Linked DNA regions of Hordeum vulgare: regions 2, 3 and 4 are each linked to region 1. A link is a contact called in public Hi-C data. All regions are on one chromosome and are shown on one strand. The core of a region is the stretch at or near the end of the contact, and the rest is flanking DNA. Distances in the headings are between cores, read along the strand shown. Region 1 has its middle 29 kb from the start of LOC123410155. Region 2 has its middle 200 kb from the start of LOC123407080. Region 3 holds the start of LOC123407685 (probable aquaporin TIP2-2). Region 4 overlaps LOC123407080 (auxin-responsive protein IAA21-like).

Region 1 (5,143 bases), core at 1,263-3,762:
AATACATGATCAACTTTTTTCACACATCTTGTATATTTATTCGTATATATTATTGGTATAAACGAGATTTTATTTTCTATACACATTTAACCTTTGTCAAACACTTGATTATCATTTGTTTCAGATGTTCCTTAAATACATGATCAATGTTTTCACACATTTTGTATATTGTTTCGTATACATTTCTGGTATACAAAAGAAACATTTTTTGTATACATATTTAACATTTTTGAAATGCTTGATTAACATTTTTTTTAATGTTTTATTGAAAGTGTTTTCCAATACATTTTATATGGAATATTTGGGAGCACAAACAAGGTAAAAAAGGAAGGATACAAAGAAAATATAAAATATAAAATTATATGAAAAAACGAGATTATGGCCTCGCGCGCACCTAGGCCGTCCATCATGCGAGGAGCCTGACACGAGGATTCCCTAGGTCTCGCTATAGGGCACCTTAAGCGCAGGTTGTGGTTGTTGGCACCCATGCGCCCCACTCGTAGGCTAAGGCCAGCCCAAAAAGAAGTGACTGCAAAAAAGTTCATGAATTTAAAAAAGAAATGAATTTGAAAAAAGTTCATCGAATTTGTAAAACTTTTTACAAAAACTTAGGAAGTCTCATCGATTTTAAAAAGAATTTCATAATGTTTGAAAAAGTTAATTTAATTCAGAAATTTTCATTCAACATAAAAAAATTAATCGATTTTGGAAAAAATGTTCATTAGAATTTTGAGAGTTCATCAATTAGTAAAAATATTTGATTTGAATAAATGCTCAATGCTTTTGAAAAAGTTCATCCATTATGAAAAAGTGAAAAAATGAAAATAAAAATAAAAATAGTAACAGTAAAGAAAATAATGAAAAGACGGTCTAGATAAAAACCACAACAAAAAATAAAAATGAAATTAAACGGTCTTGGATCTTCCCCAAGCTTCCCAAAACCGGAGCAAAATTCACATTGCGCTCCAAGAATTCACATTTTTCAAATTCCAAAACATTTTTCATATTTTCGAACCATTTTTTTGAAAAATTGGAAGTATTTTTTTAAATTTCGGAACATTTTCTAAATTCTGGAACATTATTTCAAATCCAAACATTTTTTCGAATTCTGCAACATTCCTTAAATTTCTAAACATTTCTTAAATTGTGGAACATTTTTCGAATTTCCAAAAACAATTCAAATTCGAAAACATTGTTTTAAAATTCCTAAAGATTTTTTCAAATTTTAGAACATTTTTTCAAAAATCCAGAACATTTATAAGACAGAAATAAAAAAAATAAACAGAAAAAGAAAAGATTAACCAGTTTAGGAAATCTTCTAGAAAGTTCCCAAAACTGGAAAAAACCGATTAAAAACCTCTAAGGTCCGGCCCATTACCAAATGATGGCTGGGTGCCCAGTGCGAAGCCTCGACACGGCGACTCTGAGAGTATCAAATAGGAATTTCCGTAAGTCAGGGTATATCTTATTAGGCACTGCAGGCGTCGAGTAATATGCATTTTTTTAACCTTCGCCTGCAGCGTTCGGTCATGGGTTGGCCCATGTAAATATGGAAGTTTTTCGTTTTTGTGAAACTTCTGGAACCTTCCTAGATGTATTATTTTTATTTAGGTTTTTTCAGGAATGGTTTTTCTCTTTTTCCTTTTTTGTTTCTTTTCTTTACTCTTTTTATTACTTTTTGTTTCCATTTCGCTTTTAATATAAATTTCCATTTAAAAGAAATCACAACCTTTTTTTATTTATATTTTACAAACGAACAAGCATTTTTCAAAATCAATGAACTTTTGCAAAATTTTACCAATTTTTTATTGAAATTGTATGAACTTTTTTGATGACTAATGAACTTTTCTAATTATTGATGAACTTTTTTCAAATTTGATGATTTGTTTTTGAAATGAATGTACTCTTTTAAAAATTGATGACACTTTTAAAAATTTGTGAACTTTTTTTGAATTCAACGAACTTTTTCGAAACATATATGATTTATTTTTTATTTTTTATGAATTGTTTTCGAATTTAGTGAACTTTTGAAAAATTGATATTTCTTTGTAAATTCGGTGACCTTTTTTTTGTATATTCTATGGACGTTTTCCAAACTTTATGACATTTTCTTCAAATTTGATAATTTTTTTCAGAATGTAGTGATTTTTTGGGTCAAATTTGATGACTGCTTTTCAAATTCAATAAGCATGTTTCTGTTTCTGTTTTTCTGAACAACTTTTTCGAATGGTTAAACATTTTTTCCGAAATATTTGACGAATTTTCATATTTTTGTGAACTAATGTTCATATTGAAGATATTTCTTTTAGTTGCATGAATATTTTTTATTTACATAATTTTGAAATAATAATTTAAAAGGTAACGGTTGACCAATTGATCAACCGCGATAATTTGATATTTTAGAAATTCAATAACTGATATATGGGATCGAGCGACCACCTTTTTATTGGGCCGGCCCAGCATGGGGCGCCTGAATGGGTGCGTGCAGCACCATATAGGAGCGACATTTCCTATTCAGCGCTGCACGCGTCGGTTTCTTTGCTATTCAGCGCTTTACGCGCCTGTAGCCACGCTAACTGGCCTCAGCCCACTTACATTCGCATGTCCATTCAAAAATTAGAACGTGGTAAGATTCGAACCAAGGAGCTCCTGGTCCAGTGCGGATGCTTAGATGCGTCATTGTTTTCCTTATCATCGTTTCTTCCGTTTTCTTGTTTCTTCATTTTCCTTTTTACTTTTTTCTGTTTTCTGTTTTCGTTTTATTTTCTTTTGAATTTTCCTTCTTTATTAGTCGTTTATTTTTTTAATCCATCAACAATTTTTAAAAATTGGCAAACTTTTTCTTAATTCATAGAACTTTTTTCAAATTTCATAAACTTTGTTTCCAAATTTGATGAACATTTTCAAATACAATGAACTTTAAAAACAAACTGATGAACATTTTTCAAAATGGATGATTTTTCCTTCAAATTTGAGAACTTTTTTTCAAATGGTGAACTATTTTCAATCTTGATGAACTTTTTCAAAATTCCAATGAACTTTTTCTGAAAATTTGTTGAAATTTTTAGAAAAGTTGATGAACTTTTCTAAAAATCCACTTAACTTTTTCAAATTGATGAACTTTTTTCAGATTCGATGAACATTTCTTAAAAATCGATGAACTTTTATTTGAAATCCGCTGAACTTTTTTCAAATTGATGATCTTTTTTCAGATTCAATGAACTTTTTGAAAAAATTGATGATTTTTTTAAAATCCGCTGAGCTTTTTTCAAATTCGATGAATAGTTGTCAAAATTGACAAACTTTTCTCAAATTTGATGTTTTTTTTGAAATTGATGAACTTTTCTCAAATTCAATGAACTTTTTTTGAAATTGATGAAATTTTCTCAAATTCGATTAACTTTTTTCTAGTTTGTGATTTTTTCTTCGAAAATTATGAATATTTTTAAATTTATATTTTTTATTCAATTACGTAAAAAAACTAAGTGATAGCGTAGACGAAATAGCACTGCCTCATTGTTTTTATAAAGTTGGAGCTACTAGCGATCCCAATATTCTAGTTGCTGTAGTGGTTAGTTGATCTTCTCTTGTACCTAAAGACCTGAGTTGAAATCTTGGCAATGGTCTAACTTTTTATGTTGTTTTCGACCTATTATAGGTGCCTTTGACGCGGGTTCCTGGGCCTGCCCATCAGGTGGTTCGCGCGGGCGCCAGGTAGCTCTTTCGGGCGCTTAAGGCGCCTTACAGGAGTTCTCTATAGGAGCACCCTTAAGTGGGGCTGAGAGATTTATCCAGTTTTTTAATTATGTATTGAGGAGTTTATTCAGTTTTTTAATTACTAGCAAAAGGGACCGTGCGTTGCAACGGAAGAAAAAATACCACACGTTTTAGTTTTTTTATAATTATTTTGATTTATTAAAATAATAAGCTAATTAACTAATGTAGTCAGTCCTATCCTATTTTGTTGAGAAATCAACCCGTCCATTGTTAATTCCACCATGATGAGAAATTGAGCGGGACAAGCAAAGCAAAACAAAGAGGCTACGTGAATTGATCAATGGACTGTTATCTTATTTCATTCATAGGATAGAGAATGTGGGATCAGATGACAAACTAAAGGTGGTGTTCCATTCTCTCTCTCTACAACAATGCAATCTTACATTCAATACATTCATTCATCAGCAAACAAATTTCCATAAAATAAAATTTCTTGCCGATGCTTGGCACACGGTTGGAGGCATGGGGAGGGGATCTCACCAGATGATGAGTTCCTGCCGGAGGAGGGGATACGATGAGGGTTAGGCACCTCTATCTGGCCATAAGGAGTCGTCGTTGCCGCGCCATAACCTCGGAGTTCCCCGTGTGAGGCATGGAGGCCCGCCTCCACCTGCAAGTACTTCGCTCCGCCGCGCCTTATCCACGCGCCGCCGCCGTTCTGCATCGAGCAGACGCATCATCCCAAGTCGCTGTAGCTGTCGCATTGATTTCATCCAGAACCTGTGCTCGAGCGCCGAAACGGGGGCAGCAAGCGGGCAGAGATACGACTGCGGAGGCAGGTGGGTTGAGATCAACAACAGTGGTGGTTGAGGTCAGCCGCGGCGGCGAGTGGTGAGGCAGCGGCCTGGGCACAGGCCAGGCTGGACCAGGGTCGACGCGATGCGCTCGAGCGCCGCAACGGGGGCCATGAGCGGGGAGAGGTACATCCGCGGAGGCGGGTGGGTTGAGATCGGCAGCGATGGCGGTTGAGGTCGGACGCGGTGGCAAGCAGTGTGGCGGCGGCCTGGGCACAGGTCAGGGTGGCCCAGGGTCGATGGGAGGAGGCGATGCGTACGGGTATAATTTTTCAGCGAATCGTTTTTTCCTTTTGCGTTGCAGATAAATGATGGAGCGCGGGTTGAATAACAAAAATTACATGAGATTTTTTATAAATTATAAAAATACCGTGGTGGGTTTTCCGACGAAAGCAATAGCCGCTTTATTATTAGGTATAGATGTAGTGAAGAGTTTATCTATTTTTTATTTTATTTCTTGTAAGGGGTTTGCAGAAATTCACCCAGTTGGTTGGCTTTGTTGTGTGACACACGAAGTGAAAAATTCCTTCGTTCAGTTGTTCGTGCGGGTTATAGGGGTGCCGAGTACCTGG
Region 2 (5,143 bases), core at 1,759-4,258, 500 kb before region 1:
GGAAGTCCTAGCCATCCAGCAATTCATGGTGCCTCCGATTGCCAAGGGGTGGTAAATGATATCAATGTTGGAAAAGGGGTCCCCATGCGGCGATTGTACATGAAATAATAGGTCGCCGCAATACATTTATTTCTTGTTCTTTCATACATGTACGTAGAAACTTCAATTACCAAGCTGATGATCTTGCTAAATTTGCTTGTAACCCACTAATAGATAGACACGTTTGGTTGTGCAATCCTCCCTCCAAGCTCTTGTACCCATGACTGTTGCTTTGGATAAATAAAGTGAGCGCGATTTTCTTTAAAAAAATAATCTTTTATAGGCAAGGCATAGACGCGCCTCATATGTGTCGCGTGTTGTAACCATATCACGCGTTCACTAGTGGGGCGGTCAATCAAGCGTTGCTAGGCGTTTTCCTAGGAGCGGATTTAGGACTTCATGGAGCTTCTCTCCATTTTTGGAAGCTTCCCGTTCAATATTTTTCCTTCTTATTTGTTGGTTTCTTTGTTTCTATCTGTTTTGTGGGTTTATTATGATTTTTATATTCTTCTTTTATTTTACATTTCCAACTTGAGAAATTGATTTAAATTTCGTGCATTTTTTTAATTCACAAAGTTTTTAGGAAATTTACATGGACTTATTTCAAATTTCCAACAATATTTGAATCCGCACATATTTTTAAAATTAGGAGTACTTTATGAATTAAACAAAAAAATTGAGAAAGTGAACATTTTCTAAAAAAATATTAGATAATTTCCAACTCTCTGCATTTTTGCCAACACTTCTTGAATATGTAAACTTTTTTTTCAATTCTCTGACGAGTTCTCATTTATGGTTTGTTTTTAGTTTCCAAAGTTTATTGAATTTTGAATTTATTTTCAGAATTATACAATTGTTTTTGGAAAATTCACGAGCACTAGTTGAATTAGGGAACTTTTTAAAGTCAAATTTTTTAATTCCATGAAGTTCTTTGAATTTACGGATATGTTTTTATTTCATGAACATTTTTTAAATTTTCCCCTTGTTTATTGTTGAATTTGAGCGAGCAAAAAAAAGGCGAGCAAAAAAAAGGCGAGCAGAAAAAACCGAAACAACCCACTTTGTACCGCTGATGTGCGTTATACTCCCTCCGTCCGGAATTACTTGTCGCACAAATTTATAAAATAGATGTATCTAGAACTAAAATACATCTAGATGCATCCATTACTGTGATAAGTATTTTCGGACGGAGGGAGTATATCACAACCCACGGGAATAGGAGGAGGCAAATCCTATTTGTCGCTGCAGGCGCCGGTTAAAGTGCATTTTTCTTGACCGGCGCCTGCTGCGCCGGCCATGGGCCGGCCCAGTGTGAGGACAGTTTTACAGGAATTTTTTCATTTATTTTAAGACTTGTTTTCTTTAGTTTTCATTTTTTTCTTGTTTCTTTTATTTACTCTTTTTATTATTTTTTCCATTTAAATTTTCCTTTTTTTTCGAAAAAGTGTAGCCTTGTTTTTATTAATTGTTTTCCAAATTCATGAATTAGTTTTCAAAATTCATGAACTTTTTTGAATATTGGTGAACTTTTTCCAACTTTTTAAGATTTGTTTTTGAAATTTCATGATTTTTTTTAAATGCATGAACTTTTTAAAAAATTGATGATTTGCTTTACGGTTTGTGAACTTTTTTTCAGTTCGACGAAATTTTTTTGAAAATATTTTTCAATTCATGAACTAAACTTAAAAATATGTGAAGTTTTTAAAAATTGTGAACTTTTTTTGGAGCACAGTGAATTTTTTCAAATTGATGGACTTTTATTACGAAATTTATGAACCATTTTCGCTTTTATGAACTTTTTGTGTTCATTTTTATTCATTTTTGTTTTTTCTTGCAGAAAAATCAGCATTGGAACGGCCCATTTTGTAGGGCCTATAGGCGCTGGTTCTCCTAGCCGGCTCTTAAGGCGCCGACTAGGAGCTCCCATAGCAGGAGGTAGCTGCACTGATTCCTATTTGGCATCAGGGTCCTAACACGTCTCACCGGAAGGATATGGTAGCTGCACTTGAATTTTTTGGTAGTCTAATCTATTTTTCACTATTTGGCATCAGGTTTTTCTTTACTTTTTCCCTCTTCCATTTAAGTTTTCCTTTGGTTTTCTTCAGTTTTTATTCAATACGTGTTTAACTTTTTTTATACATAATTTACACTTTTTTTGTAGATCGGGAAAATTTTCATGTTCATTTCACATATTCAAATACATGATCAACATGTTTTTCAAATATATGTTTTACTACCACTTTCATCCACAATGTACATTTATTTATGCATCTAAACCAATTTTAATATATGTTTAACATTTTCCAAATAAATAATTAACAATTTTGAAAACAAATGGTTTGAAATTTATTGTAATAAGTTTTAAACATTTTGTTTTCAAGCACACGTTGAAACTTTGCTTTTAACAATATAAAACCTTTTTTAAAACTACACGAAGGATTATTAACATTAGAGACTAAGCCATAGCCTAGTTGTGGAAAGCGGATGATGCATTCCCACCTATCCAAGTTAAAGACATGGTACTTGAAATCTGGGTTTAGTAGACCAATTATACTGTAGGGGACTCCCATAAAGTCTTTCTGTCAAAAAAACATTATTTATAGCATATATACTTTTTCAAATGCCACGTATACTTTTTGAAACGCTTAATATTTTTCGAAATGTCACAACCATTTTTATGATGTCACCAACATTTTCGTAAATTTCATTAACAAAATTTTAACACTGCTTTCATATTTTTGAAGTTTGTGGTTTTAAGTATTGAAATAGATGTATTTGGAGGGTTTTTTAAACATAAACTAAAGTAAAAGATCAAGCATATGATTGAATAGAAAAACATAAAGTAAAAACTAACCAACTAGGAAGTTGAGTTAGCCCAATACTAATGGGTGGGAGGCACTCCTTCAGTCGACACCTATGTTCGGTCTCGCATGAAGTCATATAAGTTTTAACCAACCTATTCAGCGTGCGGGATCGCACACCTAGTTGGAATATCCTATTCGTCACTCTCTGTGAAGCTGGGTCGTGGCTTCGCACACAGCGGGAAAGTAAGCGATTTTAAATGGGCTGGTCCATTTATTGGGTTGAAGCGCTCCGGTTTTGGGAACCTTCCAGCCTTTTTTTCTGTTTTTTGGAAAATTTCTAGAAGTTTTCATAAACTGGTTTGTTTCTCTTTTTTTTTTAATCATTTTCTGCTTTTTTTCTTTTCTGTTTGTGTTTCAAAAATTGTTTTAGATTTCAAAAAATGTTTTTGGATTTTCAAAAACATTTCTAAAATTTTTTAAATGCCTTAAATTTTACATTATGTTATGTATTTTCCAAAAACTGATCGCGGTTTCAAGTTTTGTTCTTAAGATTCAAATTTATTCTTGGTTTCAAAATTTGTTCTTAAGATTGAAAAATGTTCGTTCTTTAAAAAATTGTTTGCGTTTCCAAATTTGTTCAGCAATTTTCAAAATTGTTCTAGGTTTTAAAATTTGTTCCCAAGATTCAAAAAATGTTTGTGATTTCATAAATTGTTCGCATTTCCAAATTTCTTCGGGCTTTTTAAAAAAAAATTCACTATTAGAAGTTTCGTTCTCAAGATTCAAAAAATGCCCCTGCTTTTAAAACTTGTTCGCGCTACCAAATTTGTTCAGGATTTTTCTAAATTGTTCTCCTATTCCAAATTTGTTCTCAAGTTTCAATAAATGTCTGTGCTTTAAAAAAATGCGATTTCAAATTGATTGGGGGTTTTTCAAAATTGTTCTCGTTTTCAAAATTTTGTTCTCCAGATTCAAGAAATGTTCGTGTTTTAAAAAATTGTTCGTGTTTCGAAATTTGTTCAGGGTTTTCCAAAATTGTTCTCGGTTTCAAAATTTGTTCTCAAGATTCATGTAATGTTTGTGCTTCAAAAATTTGTTCACGCTTTCAAATTTGTTTGGTGTTTTTCAAAATTTTCTCCGTTTCAATTCTTTTTCGCAAGATATAAAAAATATTCGTGCTTTCAAAGTTTTTTTAAATTTCGAATGTTCTTTCTTTTTGAAAAAATCCAAATTTTAAAAATTGTTCTTGGCTTCAAATTTTGCTCTCAAGATTCAAAAAATATTGGTTATTTAAAAGTTTTCGTAAATTTCGAATGTTCTTTGTTTATAAGAAAAATCAAAAAAAAATAAAAAAATATTATTATTCAAACTTGGTTCATAAATTCTAAAACTGCTCTGGTTTTCAGAAAATGTTCTTCAAATTGAAAAAATGCTTTTGCTTTAAATACAAAAAGGAACAAAACGAACCAAAAACGGAAAAAGGAAAAAAATTGCAGAAAAGGAAAAAATAAACAGAAAAAGTAAAAAAATAATAGATTTTTGAAACGAAAAGAAAACTTGGCTGGGCCAGTTGGGGCCTACCCCTGTGCGTGGCAGCGTTCTCTGCCGCACAATGCGGTAGGTAGGAGCTCCCCTCAAGTACATTTTTTGGGACGGGCCGACTAGCATTTTACGGACGGTATTGCTGTCTAGAACCTTTCCGGCCCATTTTTTGCCTTTTCCTGTCTTTTCTGGACTTTTTATATTTTTTTCTCTCCTTTCTTTTTTTATTTTAGTTTTTATCATGTCATCAAAATTTTAATGGGTCGCGATAACGTCCACACGTATGGTGGGAGCAACATTCGTCCATATGTGTATAACACACAGATTGAGCCGTGTCACCGCATGCGTGCATGTGGGTATTTTTTTAATTTCATGTTTTCAAAATATTTTATCTCTTAAATAAAAAATTCGATTGAAGATCATTTTCGTCATTAAATCCATCGCGGCGAGATCTTCAAAACTAGATCTCATATCAATATGTTTCTACGGCTTTTTATTTGGGTTAAAAGTTGTCATGTCTATTACACATGAATTGCCATGGTGTTTATACTGAAGTTGCCATAATATGTTTCAAATATTTTTTTTCTACCTTTAAATGTAATTTACGATTGATAGTAAAGAATTGCCATCATCCATGCATTAAAATTTTCATGATTAATTACTAAAAATTGCCATTGTCAAGTAATAATATGAAAACAAGTTAAGCACCTATAAACAAACCTTAATATGAAAACAAGTTAAACAGGTAAGAAGACAAG
Region 3 (5,143 bases), core at 769-3,268, 450 kb after region 1:
TGTCGCAGCTCCGATCCGATTCAAAATCGCGATTCTGACAACCTTGCACCTAGTCCTCTTGAGCTAGATGGATGATCTTGGCTTCCTCAAGATGGACAACCTTTCTTGATTGCGTTGGTTTGATGAAGACCAGTTGATTGCTCCCCCATACTTACTATGGGTGAGCCACTCTTCAGCACATCTTCACAAGTCCATTGCCACCACAATGGACGGAAGCTTCAAGCATGATATCTTCGTGATGCTCCACTTGAACTTGCACACCACAATCTTGATGACAATCACCACTTGATGTCATCCTTCATAGGTTGAATGAGATATTCCTCTTGACGCAAACCCATGGAAACACACCTAACCCCACATAGAAGTCTCACGAAGACAATGGGTTAGTACACAAAAGAGTTATGGACAATGCTTACCATACCATGGGATCACTTGATCCCTCTCGGTACATCTTATACACTTTGTGCGTTGATCATCTTGATTTACTCTTTGCTTAGTCTTCATCAACCTTGTGTCTTTATGACCAATATTTGGATAATATCTTGAATACCACCTTGGTCATCATATAAACTCCTTGAAACCAATAGATGGACTTCAAGAAGTGCCTATGGACAAATCCGTCGAATAGAACTTAAGGAAACCATTAGTCCATAGGGATTGTCATCAATTATCAAAACCACATATGGACAAATATGCTCTAATACTCATCGGTAGCCCTCTTCTTGTATATCTCGAGCTATCAGCGCTCCTCGGAGATGACTTGTGGATACAAATAACATAGTTCGGCCATGTACTGATCGTTGGCTCATGCCGCTTTGAGCTATCTAAAGGCCTCCTGGTTCTCCCACTCCCCGCGTCGGGTAAACCACTGGGAGGGGGAGGATCATGTCGACAAACGCAGGGACCTTGCGGTAGCGGAATGGGAAGTTGTTCTTCACCCAACTGTCATAGAGGCTCACCACCTACATGTCGTACCCCGCGCTGCTAGCTCCAACAACATGAAGGATCCAATCCTGTATTGGTAGCCAATATCATAGTCCTTTATTACTGAAATCCGTGTTCTACACGGTCGTTGTCACACGTCATGGTATTTCCTCTTCGATGGCAGGAGAAGGTTGGTGAAGGAGTGAGGGGCGTGGGCTCAGGTCGGTTGCACGGCATGGACTCGTGCGTTGAATTGGCGGTGGTGACCTATGATGGCTAGATCCCACCATTCTGGGTGCCATCGACCGGTTGAAAAAGCCACCGGGGGTACGAGGGTGGTCACAGTGCGGGCGAAAAGGCCCGCGCGTGGGGAGGAGGGGGTGGGTAAGTAGTGGATTTCGACAGCGTTGGAGTGGATGCCGCCGAAGGAGGGGGGCAGAGGCGGGAGGGGGGGGAGGGGGCGGCTAGTTTGGACTTAAACATTTACTCATGTGGCCGATTTTTAGAGATAGGCTAGAGATGCCCTAAGGCCCTGTTTGGAACCACCCAGATTATATAATCTGGTTTTTATAATCTATTGTATTTTCAAACATGACAGTTTATATTGTAGATTTTATAAACTAGATGACCAGATTATTATAATCTCATAATCTGCTCTACCCCAGCTAAAATGAGATTATGAATTACAAATGACGTGTTACCCTTGTAAACTTCAAGAGAATTACGCAGTGCCACCGCCACTTTCCTATTTTTCCTTGTAAACAGAGGGCAAACATGTCATTGTACAATTTAAAAGCTGGTTTATAGTTTATATAATCTAGCCTCCAAACATGCCCATCTGGATTATTTTTATAAACCAGATTATATAATCTATGTTCATAATTCAGATTATCATAATTTATTATGGTTCCAAACAGGGCCTAAGTATCCCTAGTGACATGCACAAAGTTTATATTTGATCTATTTAGTCAAAAATAATATCAAATTTGATCTATGTTATACATGAGCCTAACACCAAAAATAGGCATACATTTATTATTATTTCAAACTGAAGAGCCGCTCAGCCCATCTATAAGAGCTCACGGGCCATGTCTCTGATCCGTATTCTCAGCGACAACATTTCATCTCTCATCCTCCCAGCTTGGTTTTCCGGCCATTCTAGCCACCATGCCAGGCTCCATCGCCTTCGGTCGCTTCGATGACTCCTTCAGCGTGGCCTCTCTGAAGGCCTACGTCGCCGAGTTCATCTCCACCCTCATCTTCGTCTTCGCCGGCGTCGGCTCTGCCATTGCCTACAGTAAGTTCTGTTCAATTACCGCACATGCATGCTCTGCTCGTATGGCTAAACTTGACGATGACGATTACTGGGTGCTAACGAAAAGGTAAAAATTGCAGCCAAGGTGAGCGGCGGCGCGCCCCTTGACCCATCCGGGCTGATTGCCGTGGCGATCTGCCACGGGTTCGGGCTGTTCGTCGCGGTTGCCATCGGCGCCAACATCTCCGGCGGCCACGTGAACCCTGCCGTCACCTTCGGCCTCGCGCTCGGCGGTCAGATCACCATCCTCACCGGCCTCTTCTACTGGGTTGCGCAGCTCCTCGGTGCCATCGTCGGCGCCTTCCTCGTCCAGTTCTGCACCGGCGTGGTACGTATCCTCAGCCCATATATATTGGTGCGCTTTCCGGCCGGAGGAGCACGAAAGAGGATGACACTGATGGGGACCGTTTTCTTCCATAGGCGACCCCTACACACGGGCTTTCCGGCGTGGGCGCTTTTGAGGGCGTGGTGATGGAGATCATCGTCACCTTCGGGCTCGTCTACACCGTGTACGCCACCGCCGCCGACCCCAAGAAGGGATCCCTCGGCACCATCGCCCCCATCGCCATCGGCTTCATCGTCGGGGCCAACATCCTCGTTGCCGGCCCCTTCTCCGGCGGTTCCATGAACCCTGCACGCTCATTCGGCCCCGCCGTTGCCAGCGGCGACTTCACCAATATCTGGATCTACTGGGCCGGCCCGCTCATCGGCGGTGGCCTCGCCGGCATCGTCTACCGGTACCTGTACATGTGCGACAACCACACCCCCGTCGCCAGCAACGACTACTAAGCCATCCATGTGAAGGGTCGTTCGGTGTTTGGTTTCCATGATGCCTTCGGCAACATAAAAAAGTGCGTGCGTGGTGGTCAGAATGTCTCGATGATGTGAAGAACGTCATGTTGTTTGGTTCAGATCGAAGCCCAGTAAAGTTGTAGCACTTGGATGATGCATGCTTCTCTATCTGTAATATAATGTGATGTTGTGAAGTTGTTGGGGTTTGAGAATTCTTCAGTTGAGTTTCCTTATGCGATTCAATAAGAACATCACTGTTTAGTGCATTCAAGGCCAAGTTGTGATCCTTTTCTGTTTGTGATATTTTTTTCTCGAATTTTCTCTGTTTGAGTTATGAGTTATCGCCGGTATATCGATCTAGAACTACTCCAGTACATTTTTTTTTTCATCACGATACTGCGTTCTAGTGATTTTTCCTTTAGATATTATTAAAAAAATTCTTCAGACATGAATGAGAAACCACAGCAAGAAGTTCATGCCTAGCTCTTCTCTATCATTAATCATCTGATAAGAACAACTAGCCCAGTGTAGTGTCACATTCTCCCGCAACAAAATGAAGGACACCCAGTTACAGTAACACGAATTTGCATAGAGGATAGGCGAATTCTTGGTTTTTTAGGGTGGATTCGGGTTTTCGGAAAGAGGGATATGACACACACACGGAAAGTGAATGGTGTGTCCCTCATTTCCTCGGATTGCAGACCATGACACCTCTAGAGTATGCAACAACTATATATCGCTAATAGCGAGAGTAACTCCAGTCTCGTGTGGATATTTTCGTGTGGTTTATAGTACCGAGCGTACTGAGTTGGCACATTTCTACCTCTCATTCACGATCATCGCTCGTTGTTGCAATTTTTTTCTTTCGGGTTTCTTTGTTTCTTCCCCAGGTATTTTTCATTTCCCCACGTTTTCTTTGTTTTTTCATCAATTTTTTTGTTTCTTTCTTGGTTTTCATAGTTTTTTTTTGTCTATTTTCTTTGGTTTCTTTGTTTCTTTCTTAGTTTTCACTGAGTTTTTTATATTTTCTTTTCCTTTTCTTCGTTTTTGTTAGTTTCATTGTTTCCATTCCTTTGTATTGGTTTTCTTCTTTTTCCTTTTCCTTTTTGTACTCCTTTTTTGTATCTTTCTCAGTGTTCATTGTTTTGTCATTTTTGTTGTTCATTCTTCAAGGTTTTAACTGGGGGTTTTCAATACATGATTAACATATTTCGTATACATCAAAAACATTTTTTTGTGTATAGTTTGAACATTTTCTAAATACGTGATTAACACGTTACAAATATATGTCTTGATGCATATTTTCTTTTTCGTACACATTATACAATTTTGGTTTACATATAAAACACTTTGGTATATGCCTTTAACATATTTCATGTACATGACTCACATTTTTTCCAGACATTGCTTTTAATGTAAACTTTTTTTCATACACGTGTACATTTTTGTTATACACACGGAACATTTTAATATACACGATTTAACATTTTTCAAATGCATGATCAACATTTTTTTATGTCTACTTGTTTCCATACACCTTATACATTTTTTCCACACACTATGATATTTGTTTTATACATGTTTAACAATTTGAAAATACATGATCAAAATTTTCTAAACCATATGTTTTTGTGTCTATTTTTCATACATGTCGTATAATTTTGTTGCCAGCAGCGACTTCACGAATTTTTGGATCAACTGGGCCGGGCCGCTCTTTGGAGCCAGCCTTGTGGGCATCCTTATCATGTGCGACGACCACACCCCCGTCGCCGACAACGACTACTAAGTGATTGTAACACCCCTGATTATCAGCTATAGTGATGCATGCAACTAAGCTACAATAAACCATAAGGTTAAGCTAATGCATTTTCTAATCAATGTTTGATCACAATTGGAATCTTATCCCATTTAAAATTCCTAATGAATTTCAAAATTCATTTAATAAGTGGTTTAAATATTTTGGCAAACCAAAAAACTAAAAATATGTTTGGGTTATAAATATTCCACTGGCTTTTATAAAATTGGAACCAATATTTTATCAAGTATTTTGGTGCCTCAAAACCATTATAATAGAGGCCAAAACATTTAAATAAATTCCTTTTGAATTATGTA
Region 4 (5,143 bases), core at 1,738-4,237, 290 kb before region 1:
ATTATATAACATTGGGTATTGAAGTGCAAGTGGTGTGTCCCCAAGCCAAGTATCTTCCCAAAACCTTGTTGAGGCACCATTACCCACTATAAATTTTACCCTCTGGTAAAACTTCATCTTTATCTTCATTAGCCCTTTCCAAAATGAGGAATCATTTGGTCTAGCTGTAACCTGAGCTAAAGTTTTAGAATTTAGGTATTTGTTCTGAATTATCTGAATCCACGTTCCTTCAGATTCTGTAGATAATCTATATAGCCATTTGCTAAGCAAACATTTGTTTTTCACTTCTAGATTCTCAATGCCCAAACCCCCCTGATCTTTAGGAGAGCATATAATATCCCACCGAGCTAATCTGTATTTCTTCCTAGCTTCATCATTTTGCCAGAAAAACCGAGATCTGTAAAAGTCTAGTCTTTTTCGTACCCCTACTGGTATTTCAAAGAAAGACAATAGAAACATAGGTAAGCTTGTTAACACCGAGTTAATTAAGACAAGCCTCCCTCCATATGACATTAGTTTGCCCTTCCAGCAGCTTAATTTTTTCTCAATTCTTTCTTCGATACATTTCCATTCTTTATTTGTGAGACGCCTATGATGAATAGGTATTCCGAGGTAGCTAAACGGAAGTGATCCTAGTTCACAACCAAATAGCTGTCTATACGCGTGTTGCTCTTCTTTTGCCTTTCCAAAGCATAAGATTTCGCTTTTGTTAAAGTTAATTTTGAGCCCTGATAATTGTTCAAATGTCGTCAGGATTACATAACATAGTTTGTGCTGACTTCAGTCTTAGAAACATCATTGATTTTACCTGTGAGGTCTGTAGAAATGAGTTCGCATGGTAATAACACTATTGTCCCATGTCATTAGAAGCCTTAGTTGGACTTCTTTTCAGTTTTCACAGATATGTTCCCATGAATGCTAATTTCAGTATTACTCTTTTGCAAATGTTCTTTGAGAGGGCTTTACTTGCATACCATGTGTTCCTGGTTTCTGCAGGTCATGGTGAATCGACTGAAAAATCAGGAAGAGACGGACTATCTGATTGCCGACTGATGGATCTTAAAAGCGGGACTGAACTTGTCCTCACTTATGAGGATAAGGATGGTGATTGGATGTTGGTTGGAGATGTTCCATGGCGGTGAGTTTTGAGTAATATGGATATACATAAATTATGTACTAGCAATACATAATCCGCAGCAATATTGATGATTTTCGTCTGTATTTGCAATCATCTGATTAGCGATTTTTTTTGCACTTCCTATATTCTTCATATGCATACACCCTTGTCCATTGTGTCTTAAGTATTTTTATGAAGTGACAAAGTTTAATACGGTAATACATTTGATTTACTACTTTAAAGTCTCATCTGGGGCTATTGATTTAGATGGTTACTGAAAATTCATATCTCCCTCCTAGTGAAGATTTGCTAATTTCTTTTGCTCAACATATGAAATAATTTTGTAGAAAAAATGGGAATGGTGCACTTTTTTCAAGATTGGGGAGGGGGGATCATTTTTCACATTCGCACGCGAAAGAGAATGGCAGCCCCATACAAGGACTCAACCCTAAGCGGTCATTAAAGGGTCGAACAGGAAACAATTTTAGACATTCCAGTGGGTTCTTGATTTGTACAAGTTTTGTGAGACTGAAAAAATGTTAAGAGAATCAGTTCTTGATTCCATCCAGCCATGTTGTTTTAGCTTATTTTCCATATTAGTCTCCCACGTCATTGCAATGCCTGGCCCGCCAAGATTTTGCATATCCAATGAGTTCCGGAGCTTGATCCAGAATTCATTTTCTCCATAAAAAAGCCACCTGACCGGTAACATATTCATTTTGCTGTATCACAGGATGTTCACAGACAGCTGCAGGAGGATGAGGATCATGAAGGGGTCAGATGCAGTGGGCCTTGGTAAGCACTGAAAAATATGTGGTAGAATACAAAATCGTTGCCTGTGTTCATGAGTTTTCCCATGGAATGGAAGGCTGGCAGAGAATCTACTGTTTGCAGTGCTTGATTCTATATACTGCTAGAAGGATAAAGATAAATTTGGATGAAGTAGGTTAGGTATTATTAACTGTGGGACCTAAATATCTATGTTTCGTAATGGATCTGGGCATATGGCACGCACGGGGTGCTTGTATATGAGGAAACATTGTCTTCTATATTTACCACTGTTAGCATGACTAATTGTTTTTGCTTAATTCACCAAACTTGTAACATGAGAAATTATTTGTGTTTTTCAGCTCCGAGGGCCACCGAGAAGAGCAAGAACGAGAAGTAGCAAAAACGACGAACCCGATCTGTTTCCTGCGGTCGCATCGTACAAGGGTGATGGACCTTATGTGTGAGAAAGGGATTTATATATAACCTACGTGTATTCTCTTTATTATTTCCTTCTATCTATCTGTGTTCGTTCGGAACAAGCATGTTAGATCGTGTAAGTTGATGTGTGTGTGTATCTACTACACTACTTTACTTTGATTCGGTCGCGTGTGTTGTATGTAGTTTCCGCTGTAAATCGGTGTGCTATGCTTGTACCTCAAACTCGTGCTTTCTGGAGTTCGGGCTGTCTGCTTGCATCCATCTGTGTGTTTGGCGAGCCATGAGAACAACGTTGCTTTCACCTGTGATCATTTCCGGAGCACTCTTTGGTTGCTGGAATGGTCATTTTGTGCACGCAGAACCGTCGAAAAGCCGATGATTCTCGGTTGTCTGGTGGTTGGAAGATCACATCAGGCCGTCATAATCTTCTCCTGTTTCTGTTTCTGTTTCTGTTCCACAAGGGAACTGCACTTGCTTGCCTCGGTTAGTAACTGCCGCTGTACATCGGAATGAAAACCCAGCCGGAGCAAGCAGCAGCAGTGGTAGCTGGTCCAGATTCCTTTTGGCGTGTGGTCTTCTCTTCCTCTGTAACTGTATGTATCTTCATGCGCTGCAAGGTGAATTCAATCAGTGCTTTGGTTAGTAGTGCGGGCCTCCCCTTCCATGGCCGGCCATGGCCATGGGCGTTGGTGTTGTTGTTGTTGTTATCCTTTTCCTGGCGCCATCATGTTGTCCACGTAAAGGCGGGAGAGGCTTCCTCGCAATCATTCGTTTTCACCCATCATCATGAGGGAAAGAAGACGGAGCGGAAGCTAAAGCGTCGAGATTGCCGCGAATTTAGGCTTTTTTCCCCAATTTTAATTTTCAGTTGATTATGCTTTGTTATGGTGCCTGGCTCATGCTCATCTTAATTAGCAGCTGTGGGGTTTGGTTTATTACTTATTAGCAGCGGGCGTGTGACCAATTATGTTGTGGCGCACTGGAATATTGCTCCTTTCCGTTCCATGGGGTGTTGCTTGATGATGGATACATGGACGCGTCGTACTGTAGTTGCGTGCCCTTTCACTCCGGGAAACAGGAGATGCGATGCTTATGCTTGATGTCTGCTTCTTCTCTGTCATGCTTGTTGCATTGCATGCACGTTGATGCTGCCATTGGCCTAATTGATCGTGCGGGAACCTTGCGTCGGCATAATTGACCTTGCCTGGGCTAGGCTGGGCTAGGCCAGGGTAGGGGTAATCTAGGCTGGGAATGATATCTCCCTCCTCTAGCTAGCTAAGCTAAGCTAAGCCAGCGTTGTGGTGTGGTGTGGTGTGGGTTACTGGAGTGGATAGAAGCCGTGGTTTGTTCTGATTCCTCAGCAACTGCGCGGGTGGTTGCCCAGCTCGGCCCATCGCACTCGCCTTCGCCTTTTGGCTGGCTTGGCTGGTCCTCCATCGGCCTGCGCTTTGTCTGCTGCCCGCTTTTTATGTTCGTTGCTGCCACTAGAGCGTAGACAGTAGAGAGTACTAGCTAGCCCATTTCCTCCAGCAGCCTCGCTGAACAATTTGTGCAACGTGTAACGTGAGCTGCTCGTCCCTGCTCACGCTGATCCGATCTCGTGTGGTCGTGTCAGGAAGCACAAGGTGCATGCTCAGATCGCTCCATCGCAATCTCCTGAACAGAAACGAAACCCCCCAAAAAAATGCACTTCAGACCCGGTTTTCTTCTCCGTCAGCCGCGCCGTACGCGTTCATGACATGCCATGTGACTGTGCGAGCATGCAAGCCGCGGTTTTCGTGGGCGGGTTTGAGGTGCTTGTTGTGGCCAGCTTTGTTCGTAACAGGTGCAATGATCCTCTGCTTTAGCCGCGGCCGATGCAGTGATGGCGGGGGAGAACATCTGCATCATCATCGGCCGATGCCGCCGTGTGTGTCTCTCCGCGAACATCTGCGGCGTGTGTGCAATCTGCCTGCCTCCCCCGGCCTCTCTCCGCGCTGCTTTTGTTGGTGTCCAAGCAACCAAAGCCCATCGGTGGACGACCACAGCTTGCGTGCGTGCGTGCGTGCAATCAACACACATGCCTTGTACGTTGGTCGTGCGCGCAGCCACAGCATGATGACCAGGGGTGGATTAGCGCGTCGTCAACTACTTCTCCTTTCCGAGACATCACTACTTTGACAAAATTGTGTTCATGACTGACTCGGCGTCTCCTTACGCCCGTGGCTCCACGGCGACTCCCTCGACGTCGGCTACCCCGATTCAACATCAACCACGGCGTTCTTCACGTGGCTACCTCGATCACGGATACATCATCCTATGCTCTCGGCTACCTCGACGTCGGCACAAAGGGCTAGCGCCTTGCTTGAGTAACCTCGTTGGTTTTCACTCCATCCACAACTTCCGTGATGCATCGACCGTTACGACCGTGGAGGATATCTGTCGGCTTACCTTCAGATTCTTTTCCAGTCTCACCGTCTGCGTCGCTACCGTTGTGACTGGGGGAGGGGGGGGATGTTGAGTATGGAAATATGAGATAGATTAGGATTTGTCCTACCTTACCTTGTACTCCTATTTGATCATTGTACTCTTATATATATGTTCATGAGACGCAATACAACAACTATTTCATCAATCCCTCTATTCCCCTTCAACAGTGTGCACAGCCACAACATGATGCACGCTAGGGGTGGATTAACGAGTTGCTCGGCTCGTTAAACTCGTACTCATTAGGCTTGACTCGTTAAGCTCGTTAAGATTAACAAACATAAATCCCTACGTAGGTTCGTTTGAAGCTCGTTAAGTTCGTAAACACTCGCGAACGCTCGTTAACAGATA

What was found. Hi-C and Micro-C count contacts between places; a contact is called where the count stands out from the background.
Region 2: a Hi-C map of seedling shows a contact between it and region 1, with 7 times the contacts expected there. The contact joins two enhancer-like sites. A contact is called at or near these places in 3 of 6 Hi-C or Micro-C datasets (leaf and seedling).
Region 3: a contact with region 1 is called in a Hi-C map of leaf, with 6 times the contacts expected there. The contact joins the promoter of LOC123407685 here to the enhancer-like site in region 1. A contact is called at or near these places in 3 of 6 Hi-C or Micro-C datasets (leaf and seedling).
Region 4: a Hi-C map of seedling shows a contact between it and region 1, with 4 times the contacts expected there. The contact joins two enhancer-like sites. A contact is called at or near these places in 2 of 6 Hi-C or Micro-C datasets (leaf and seedling).

The regions. Positions count from the first base shown.
Region 1 is chr7H:470,886,364-470,891,506 of MorexV3_pseudomolecules_assembly, forward strand. No RefSeq gene overlaps it. Among protein-coding and RNA genes, the nearest start is that of LOC123410155, 29 kb to the left of the region's middle. Within about 2 kb of position 2,513, at least 3 of the 3 cell types and tissues checked have open chromatin away from gene starts, as enhancers often do. A contact at or near this core is called in leaf and seedling, where this site is marked.
Region 2 is chr7H:470,389,618-470,394,760 of MorexV3_pseudomolecules_assembly, forward strand. No RefSeq gene overlaps it. Among protein-coding and RNA genes, the nearest start is that of LOC123407080, 200 kb to the right of the region's middle. Within about 2 kb of position 3,009, at least 1 of the 3 cell types and tissues checked has open chromatin away from gene starts, as enhancers often do. A contact at or near this core is called in seedling, where this site is marked.
Region 3 is chr7H:471,340,325-471,345,467 of MorexV3_pseudomolecules_assembly, forward strand. LOC123407685 (probable aquaporin TIP2-2) reads left to right here and starts at 2,019. Exons shown (of 3, transcript XM_045100872.1): 1 at 2,019-2,221; 2 at 2,320-2,567; 3 at 2,660-3,297. The coding sequence starts at 2,092. The coding sequence ends at 3,028.
Region 4 is chr7H:470,598,149-470,603,291 of MorexV3_pseudomolecules_assembly, forward strand. LOC123407080 (auxin-responsive protein IAA21-like) reads left to right here. Exons shown (of 5, transcript XM_045100120.1): 3 at 997-1,138; 4 at 1,851-1,912; 5 at 2,248-2,585. The coding sequence ends at 2,285. Among protein-coding and RNA genes, the nearest start is that of LOC123407080, 5.4 kb to the left of the region's middle. Within about 2 kb of position 2,988, at least 3 of the 3 cell types and tissues checked have open chromatin away from gene starts, as enhancers often do. A contact at or near this core is called in leaf and seedling, where this site is marked.